Linked DNA regions of Anser cygnoides: region 1 is linked to region 2. Evidence: chromatin contacts called from public Hi-C data. All regions are on one chromosome and are shown on one strand. The core of a region is the stretch at or near the end of the contact, and the rest is flanking DNA. Distances in the headings are between cores, read along the strand shown. Region 1 overlaps LPIN1 (lipin 1). Region 2 has its middle 22 kb from the start of PDIA6.

The links. Hi-C and Micro-C count contacts between places; a contact is called where the count stands out from the background.
Region 1: a contact with region 2 is called in a Hi-C map of liver, with 2.8 times the contacts expected there. The contact joins two enhancer-like sites. A contact is called at or near these places in 2 of 7 Hi-C or Micro-C datasets (both in liver).

What each region holds. Positions count from the first base shown.
Region 1 is chr3:107,894,262-107,899,229 of Taihu_goose_T2T_genome, forward strand. The region is part of intron 1 of LPIN1 (lipin 1); the gene reads left to right. Among named protein-coding and RNA genes, the nearest start is that of LPIN1, 16 kb to the left of the region's middle. Within about 2 kb of position 2,765, at least 3 of the 3 cell types and tissues checked have open chromatin away from gene starts, as enhancers often do. A contact at or near this core is called in liver, where this site is marked.
Region 2 is chr3:107,392,123-107,397,319 of Taihu_goose_T2T_genome, forward strand. No RefSeq gene overlaps it. Among named protein-coding and RNA genes, the nearest start is that of PDIA6, 22 kb to the left of the region's middle. Within about 2 kb of position 2,344, at least 2 of the 3 cell types and tissues checked have open chromatin away from gene starts, as enhancers often do. A contact at or near this core is called in liver, where this site is marked.

The DNA of each region.
Region 1 (4,968 bases), core at 1,515-4,014, 500 kb after region 2:
ATTCCTGCTTACTTCTAGGTGCTGTGGAGCCTGGGGTTCAGCATGTGTCACAGACCCAGTTTCTCAAGCCTGTAAACAAGACTTCTCCGGGTTGAGCTCTGCTGTTGTACCTGTTTGACCAGAATATGTCTGATTTAAGCCAATAGCTTAATAGCTCCTGCCCTTTTTCTCCCTGAGGATCCTATGTGTACAGGACTAAGCACGTACCAGGTGTCACAGCAGGAAAGCAAATGGGACAGGCATACATTTGGTCTGGTCTCTATTCTTCTTGCACAAGCAAATGTTTCCAGACTCTTCACGGGTGTAAACCCCATATTCTGCTGATCTTCAGATCTAGCTCCAAAGTCCTTGGCCTTGTACTTAACAGGGCCTGGACATCCCAAAGCTAGCCACAAGGCTAAGACCAACATGCAAGGGCATGTGTAGTGCAGATGCCATCATTTTGAAGCTCCCCCATCCGCCAGCTTTCTGCCCCTCATTGTGAGGACAAGGCAGTCGTGCTCCACTCCTCATAGTAATCCTTCTCTGGTGAAAGGAATGTGTGGGCTTCCTGGCTGGTTTGGTGGTGAGCTGCACATCGTAGCCCCCATTTCCAGGTGTGATGGTGAGGCTGCCCGGTGGAGGAGTAGGCTGGGAGGTCACCGGGTCTGGAAAGAAGGATGCCGTGAGTGAGGGCGTGATGATCGGGTGATGTGGAAACATCACCTCATGAAACACCTTTTGGTAGCCTGGGGTAGTGCCTAAGAGGAACATTCCCAGGTGCAGTGTTAACTACAGTGATTAAAATATCTGCCAAGAGCAAGCAGGAGGTGTGGTGGTGAGGCCACCTCGCCAGCCAATGGAGGCAGTGTTCAAACACGCTCTAGTGGCGTGGTGGAGATGAGGAAATGGTCTCTACCAGCTGCCTATAGATGTGTCATAAGATTTGAGATAAATAGCTGATCATTTTCTCTGTAAGTGACTAACGTAAGGTTAAGAGATGGGAGGGAGCTCAGCAGAAAGAATTCAAATCCGGCGCAAGGCAGGAAATTCGTACCAGACGGGTGCATTTGTAAGACTTGGCACTGCAGCCTCATGTGTTAACCCTGTGGTGGGGTGAATAATTTACTTGCTGTGTAGTATTACTCTTCCAGTCCCTATTTCTACCTTTACCTCAAAGTCACTTTCAAATGTGGTTTGAAAACCACCAAGCCTGTGCCCTGCTAGAGGTCAGAGCAAGCAGGGGCTGTTCCTCTTCCACAGCAAGGAGCCTGGAGCTCTAGGACAGAAATGCTATGGATATTCTTACTTTTTTATTTTCTTCTTATTATTATTATTTAATTTAGAGACTGGATTACTACCAAGCATTCAGCATAGGTTAAAATCATTTAGGAATTTGAGGTAGTGCAAAATGCAGCTATATGTATTTTCAGAAGTGACAGGGGCAGGGGAACCCTATGCTCACGCTGCAGGAGCTGCCCTGGCCACCGCTGAGGGCTGGACAAGTACAAAGGCCCCAAGTCATTTGGGGTCTTCCCACCCTGTAAGCATGCCTCTAACTCGATGGGACCCTGGAGCTACCAGAATGCTTGAGGATAGTGGCTCCTTTGACTGGAGAGAGATGATACAGATGAGGTGAGAGAACAGAACAGGTTTCGTGTTGGGCCTCCTCAGCTTCATACAATACAGCCTGACTATGATTTTCATGTTTCAAAGTACATAAATGGTGCTGTGCTCATCTCCATGTGCTGTAGCCCCAGATGCGACCTCCCACAGACCAGCAGCTGTATTTTGTAGCCTTTTTGTAGAAGTTAAACATAGACAGTAATTCTTTGAGTCTAGTAAGCTACGAGGTTAGGCCTTTTGACTAGCAACTCACACAGTTTCTGACAGAGCTCTCTGTGGTTGTTTCTGACATTTTCTGCAACAGCAACCCATTCTGTGACAGAGGTTTTTGATGACCCAAGCTTCACCTGACTCTAGCCACACCTCTCCAGCAAAACTTAATGTTGTCAGTCAAACCTTACTCTGCTAGATAACTAGGAAATGGGTTTCTTTCCATACCAGGAAATGGTCATTTATAAAGGAATCCAGTCACGTGCTGAATTTAGGATCATCATCTCATCTGACAAGAAGGCCTTTCTTCCTCTTTGCTGTTTGAAAGAGACCCTATGGTGGAGATAACATCACTATCAAAGGCACTAGCTCTGGGTATCTGTGAAAGAACAGATCTGCTGCTCTGCGCTATGCAGAGAAAATGTAAGTCACCTCCGGGCACCTGAGGTGGGTCTTATAATTGTTTTTTAAAATCAGATGCCCCTCAGGGGAAGAAATAGGATGTTTCTGGCTGGTACTAGCAGGAAAGCAAAGAAGCACGCATACACCATGCACTTAACTACATTAGGAAGCATTATTACTGCAGGAACCAGATTTAAATGAGGTGAGTAATTCACAAACGAGCAACTTTGTTTACAACAGCTGTTGCAATCAGTGTGATGAGTTAATCAATGGCCAGGTGATGTCATGCAACTGAGTCACAAGTTTGAGACAGAAGAACCTTGTAGGTCACCAGTCCTGGCCCTTGGCTATTCTGCTACGGTTCCCTGCAGCTCATTTCTGCGCTGTTTTCTTAGTCAGGCTGAAAACACACCTCATGTGACGGGGCTTTTGCCACGAGCTTCTGAATTTTTCCACTGTGAGATTTCGTTGCTAGGAAAGGGCTCCTAAAAATGCAGCCTCATCGTGTCAGTTTATCACAGAACAGCAGAACACAAAGCTGGAAGAGACTCAGAGATCATCCCGTTCATTTCTATGCCTAAAGACAAATAAAACTAGAATTACAACATTTCTGACAGACATGTGTTTACCCTGCTCTGAAAGGTCTCAAGCCTCTTCCGGCAATCCATTTCAGAGCTTGCCTGCTCCTGATATTACAAAGTTTTCCTAATGCCTTAATGCTTCCTGTTGCATTTCATACCCACTGCATTTCCATATCTCTCCTGAAGAGACATGGTTTACAGTTGTCACCTTTTTATTTTCCTTGCAATTTTTTATACCAGATGATTATTTTTTTCCCCACTCTAGTGAGAGGATAAAGTACAGACTAATTGTTCTGCAGTTGTCACATCATAACATGTTATCTCTGAATCTTCTTCTGTGTTACTCAATCTTCTATCATCTATAAGAAATTTTCATCACCTGAGTCTTACTCATATTTAGCTGGGCAAAGTACAGCTTGGCTTAATGCTTCCAAACTGGCCAAAATAGTGTTATGAAGCCTCTCTTTAAAAGTTAAAAAGCAAATTTTGCTTTGCGTCATTAATAAATTTACTCTAACAGCTGAGGAGGACATTATTCCTGGTCAACAACAGAAGAACTGAGGTCAACAGCAGTGCTCGTGCTATGTCCACATGCCTAGAAGAAGGCTCAGGTAGCTCCAGAGGAGATCTGAGCACTTGGCTACACAGCTGCAAGCCAGATAAGCAGTGACAGGGCAATCCTCCACCTTTGACACTTCCTGGCATGGTCTAGTCACCTCTGTGCTATCAAGCTCTTTCGTCCCCCCAAACTGGTTGGCCCCATTGCGACTGCCTGCTGGGAATGCTCTGGTGTGCCAGGAGAGGCTGGGAGCTGTTCGCAGGCTGGGGCCAAGCACTGGTCTAGCAGTGTCAGGGCAGAGATGAGGCTGCTCCGGCACCTCCGCCTGCGCCCTGCCTCTGTTTAGTTTTGCAGTACAGGAATAGCCTTGTGTCCTATTTCACTGGCTTAAGCACAAGGTCATCTTTTCTCTGTGTTAGCTTTGCTCCCTAAGGTCAGCAGAATGACTACGGATGCTGGCATAGTTAAAGGAAAGATTTGATGCATTGTGTCTGCTTTAAAACAATTTTCACTTAGGTCAGTTTGCATTTCCAAGCACACTAAATAGGAAAGCTGTTTTCTAGCAGTCACCTTGAAAAAGAGGGTATGCTAAACAATATACAAAAAATAATTCAATAAATACTACTTTTTCCCATTAATTGCAGGACTGAATGAAAGCTCCTTAGGGTTGTTTTCCAAATGCAAGCAGGAGCAGAGATTAGACAACTCTAAAGATCAAATACTTAACTGCAACATTAACTGTACTTTTAAACTGCTGGCAGGGATCCTGGAGAGTCCCGTGGTTGTTACACCAGCACACAAAGAATGTTTTACGGGACTGTCTCTGATCAATGTTTTTCAGAGGAACTGAATGCAAAAGCAGCAGCACTATTGTACAATTACCAACTCTGTTGCAACACACTGTTGACTTCTCTGCTAATGAAACGTACTGTTTTCCTGCGGCGATTCCTATTATTATGTTCCTATTTATTTAACCATGTACGTGATTTATCAGGAACTCTGATTGTTATTAAGAAAGAAAGACAGACAGAAAGAAAAAGGGAGAAAAAGAAGCAACAAAACAAAGAAAAAGAATAAGAAAAAGAAAACAAAGAAAAAGGAAAAAAAGAAAGGAAAGAAAGAAAGGAAAGAAAGAAAGAAAAAGAAAGAAAGAAAGAAAGAAAACAGAAAAAGAGAGAGAAAGAAATACACCAGAAATACAAACATAAAATGCATAAACACTGTGAATTTGATCTGATATTTCATGTTCTATATATTTTGTATTAACACTGAGCTGTCAACTGCTATGATATCTTCTAGCCAACACCTTGGTCACCAAAGCAACAAGAGGCATCTTGAACTCAAATGAACACATGCAACAGGAATATGTAATTAACTTAAATCCCATGTTTGCATGAAACAGGCACCTGCATTTCAATTAATAATCTAGCCTGCAAAAATATTTATATTCTTTTCCTTATTGGTGCAGCAATACCAGTACTTTTGTTCTGCTTCTGAGAATGGAAAGGATAGTCTTCTTGCTAAAATAATGGGCCATATGGAAAGAGATCTGTTTCTAATTCAGATGCTAGACTTCCTTGGTAACCCGGAGTAAGTCATTTAATCAGGGTG
Region 2 (5,197 bases), core at 1,094-3,593:
AGCGTAGATGCCTACAAATATACATTTAAATCACATTTAAGCAACTCTCAGCTCTGTGGTGAGAAACAGGCAGTTTTGAGATGTGATTCATATCATCTTAATGCAGATGCCTAAAGTATATCTGGTGAATCACAGCACAGAACTTCTGCGTGCCTCTCCCTTGGCTACAGCAGCACGAGCAGCTATTTCAGATGGAGGGACAGCCACATTTGTCCAGGTAATTGCCTTCCTTTATGAGCAAAAACCCAGTGGTTATTGTGTTAAATTATAAGTAGGGCCACCGAGGCCAAGCAGAAAGTCAGGATGACTGTCTTTTAGTCTTCCTCCTTGGAGGCCTTCAGAAGCCGCCTGGACGTGGTGCTGGGCACCCTGCTCTGGGTGGCCCTGCTGGAGCAGGGGCTGGGCCGGGGCCTCCTCAGGTCCCTGCCCACCTCAGTGCTCTGGGGTCCTGTGAAATGTCCGAAAGACTGCCTATTTAAGTCAAATACGATTTTATTGAAAAGTTATGAAAGCTGAAGAACTGTGGTAACACTTTCAGGCTAAATGGAAAACATAGTTAAATATCCCATTATCTATTGACCATCAAAGACAAAAAGAAGCTACTTCCCAAGGCTGTGGGCAGCATCGTAAAGTCAATCGCAAGCTAATGTGGTCAGGCTGCACTGTTTCTTCAGGGCCGTGTATAAATCCAGTGGTGACGAGACCTTCCAGCTTCAGCTGTGCCAGATGAAGAGGGCATACAGCAAGGGGAACAATTTCAAGCATTTAACAGAGGGACGTGGAGGACTAAATTTGAAGGGAAGTCTCCCGTGGGTGCCGTGTTGTACTGTTTCCAGTGTGTTCCAGGAAACTGGACTTCGTGTGCACACTTTAAGATTTAACGGGGTCATGTTCACTTGTCTTCTACAGCTGATGTTGCCTTTTTATTGAAACAGACCAGGAAGACCAGGAAGGCCTTTCATACTCCTAACGGGTTAGAGCAAAGGAGTAGGAATATCTTAATTTTGGAATGCAACATCCAAGATTAATCTTTTTGTAATAGGTAATTGAAGACAAATTCTTTCATTTTAAGTTCTTTAACTACATGGAACTTTCCTGACAAGGTGAATATGTTACCTCTTGGATAGCTTTGTACTAGGTTGCTATGGTAATTAGGATCAAAAAATCTAATACAAATTAAGGTGATACACTAATAAACATTTGAAGTTCACTGATAATAAAGGAGAGGGGCAGTAACAAGGGAAAATGCTGACAGCTCATAGAAGCTTTCAGAATCTTCCTGGTAGCCAGGTCTAGGAGGGAGATATAAAGGACTGAAGGACCAGCCCTTTGATCCATCTGCAAGCCAAGGGAGGATGAAGGTTTCAATCCCAAGGCCAAGGGCACAGAATTAAATGGCAGGTTAAGAGATGAATAATTAGCATAAAGAGCAGTGCAATTTTTAACAAGCTTTGAAAAGGGGAAGGTTAATTAACAATCTGCTTTGGAAAAGAACATCTTCAGTGCTCTTTTAAACATTTTTTTTTGGATCTGTCTTAAAATGAACCTCTGGAGCAAAGAAAAAGGATAACCCTTAATTATCTCCAGGAAATGTTGAATTGTGGTGAGCTCAGAATTGTAAAACAAAACAGTACAGGATAGATTTTTTTTTTTTTTTAAGCTACCTGTTAAAATTCCAAAATATTGTGAAACCCAGATTCGAATGTTGGTGAATTTCACTGGTGCTGCAATGTAACAAACAATCGAGTGAAGCTCACTTCTGTCAAGTGCCAAGGACCCGATCGGAGGGATCCTAGAAAATAATGTACACGCTTGAAACCCAGACCGGTGACTTCTTACATTCTGCGGATGATATCAATAAATGATATTATCTTTATGCCATGAATGGCAGATACAAGTTAGCATTTATCTCTGCTTAGTTATCTGCCTGAAAGATGGCTATCTAAGTCAAAACTAACTGAGACCCTCTTTATATTCATTGGACACAAACAGGCTCCTCCAGAAAGCAGTTTCTCTCAATTTAAGGTATCTTCATATCAAATGATGATGATATCTGCATATCAATTAAGGTCAAATGAATTACCCTCTGCAACTGACTGGGAAGTGAGCATGGCTGACTAGTTCACATGTAGGCACCTAACTTTCAAACATCTACAACTGCATCAGTTAAATCCTGCCATTTTTACCCTTGCATGGTTTGTTGTGCTAGGACTTTCTGTATTTCATTTCCACAGTGGTAATGGGCTTAAGAGGAAGACAGCAGTCATCAACAGATGTTTAGATGGAAGCCCAAATTTGAATGCCCTTTGCTAGGAATCCTTTGAGTTTAGCCGAGCCAAGGCAGGATTTCACAGCGATCAAAAAGTGTAATTTTTCCCCAGTAACCACCTAAGATTTGCACAGCTAAGTAGAAAAACTGAAATAACAACAGAAAAGACTGATCCATTGGATTCAGTTTGATTCAAGTCCTACAGAGGGGAAAAAAAAATAAAAAAGAAAAAAGAAAAAGAAAAAAAGAAAAAAAAAAAAAAAGAAAAAAAAGAAAAATAAAAAAATAAAAAAAAAAGAAAAAGAAAAAGAAAAAAGAAAAAAAAAGCCCTACATTTCCTTGTGAAAGAGTTGATTTTGGTGATAAGTGCAAACTTTGCCTTCAACTATTACCCTGAGGTTCACAAAGACAGCATTTACCTCTATGTTCACAGGGAGAAATCACAGAGCTCAATACAACCGTGAGAGGTTTTGAAACATCCTGCTACCTACGTAGATGGAGCAATTGGATATTGATCTGGTTTTTTGTGTTTGATGAGTATGGCAGATAAGAGTGGCTCAAATTCGCTTTTGAAGCCAGCCCATTGAGCAATGAATTGTGTAACATCTACACAGAGTAACTTCCAGGGCTGCGAGAACAGTCCAGACAGAGCCACGTGGCAAGATTTGCTCCTGTGAAGATAATTGTCCTTTATCATATAAAGGAGCACAAAGACAGCAAACTGAGTTACATCCTGCTGCAGTGCTTTCTGTTCAAGTGCCGAGTACTCTTCCTTCCTTATTTGTGACAGTAAGGAATGTGATACGGAAATAATTCATGTTATTTTCGAGCCATAAAGCCCCACTTAATTAGCAATTGCAAGATAAAGCCACCAGTTGATCTTCTGAGAAAATGACCACATGCTTGTTCGATTGGATATGATTAGATTACGATTTGATTAGTAGATTATATTTTATCCTCTTTTGTTCATATTGTTCATCAGAATGACAGACAACTGCTTAATGAGAGACTGTGGTTAATAATTAGCAGTAGTATCTCTGCTAAATTTAAAGCTTCGTTTCTACTTCCTACTGTTTAATGAATTAGGCAATGAGCAATTTTTTAATTGGGGCAGGCTTGATGTGTACGTAAGTCTCCTTTCAGCAGGTCCTTTGACAGTGCTGGCTTTGATTAGCACAATAACTAGAGGTCCTGCTGCGTGGAGGGTTTTTTAGGTTTTGTGTGTGTGTGTGTTGTTTGTTTTTTGTTTGTTTCATTTTTTCTTTTATTTTTCCCCTTTTTTTTTTTCTTTCCAGTGGCCAAGCACAGGGTGCCAACTAGGCACCCAGACTTTGAATCTTTGAATTCATGCAGAAATTCATGGAAATCCAGGGAGGTATGACTATTGCAAACAGCAGACACAGTTCCAAAACGAAGAGAAAAATGGGTTTTGGATCTGCAGATATCCCATGAACCAGTGTCCCTTCAGGAATGTCAGCGCAGGATTATATACAGACTGCGTTTCTACCAGTAGGTCCAAAAAATGCCATGGCGTGAGGCCAAGTGCTGCTACACAGTCATCTCTACTGGTGTACTACGTTTCCGTGTTATTAATACTGGGCCTCTTGGTTACTGTGGACTTTGAGTGCCCTGTATAATTTGGGCATTTAAATTGCACCTAAAACATAGATGTCTAGTGAAGCCACCCCAGAAAGCACTTAGTGGAGAGGAGGATGTCTCTGAAGACCTCCAGAGGAAGCCTGCATGTCTAATTAAATTCAGGGAGACAATTTCCTTAAATCTCCGGTCTTTTACTTAGTTCAGCAAGTTATTTAGATCTAGTCAAATGAGTATCTATGTTTAACAAAAATAGCTAGAATAGGCTGTAACTAGACTATTTTTCTATTGAAAAAAATGAAATGAATACCCAAACAAAAGGGAAAAAACAAGAAAAAATGAAAAATATCAATTTATTTTGCCAGAAAGAGACCAAATTCAATTCTGAACAAAATCAGCCATTTTGTTTATTCTCATTTTGAATTTTTCCATATAAATATTTGTATAACGGCATTTAGAATCAAAATAATATAATTAATTATAATCAGATTAAAATTTTTATAGTACTTAACTTCATAGGAACAGAGCAGTACTGTGAAAAAGCAGAAAGAAATGCACTACAGCATTTTACTTCCAACTCCTTTGATGTCAACCTCAGAAACAAAACACAAGCTCATACAGTACAGACAAATGGTGCTGCAAATGGAGTCCTGTATGTTAAGTAAATTATGGCATTAGTCTTTTTATATTCAACTGCATGCACAAAATTGCCTTCTGGAGCTGTAACATGGATCCGTTATTAAACGTCATTCTGAGCTAATATTCCTTATACTTTTACATGCTATATAGAAAAAAAGGTATTTACCTGTGGTCATCAAGACACGAATGTTGTTAAATTTAAATTCTGGTGGCTCAGACTAAGTACATTTTGCTGTAACACACGTTTCCTTATGTATGAATAGTATAAGGCTTATTTACATGCGTGCCTGGGTATGGTCTGTTGTCTGCCTCACTATTAATTTCCTTGCCCAGGAGTGCCTGAGTGCTGAACAATAATGATAGGAAAGTACATTGCCAGCACAAGTTATAAAGTGAAATGCTTTCTTTGTAGGATATGAACGTAGTCTTGATAGACTTGCTAATGCATGTGAGCACACACACAAGTGCTCATACACACATGCATAGGGTTAAGTTTATTTTACTGCATATGTTTTATGTCCCAGCGCCTATGCACTGTTAAATATCTGGTTGTTCCCTCCATTTTCTCATTACTCCACAGAGACCTTAATAATTAAACAGAACCTGACTTTTACATGTAGAGAATCTACCTTCTAAAACCATCTTAAAAATTTACTGCCATTATAGCTGCCAGGGTCTGCAGTTCCCAGGATT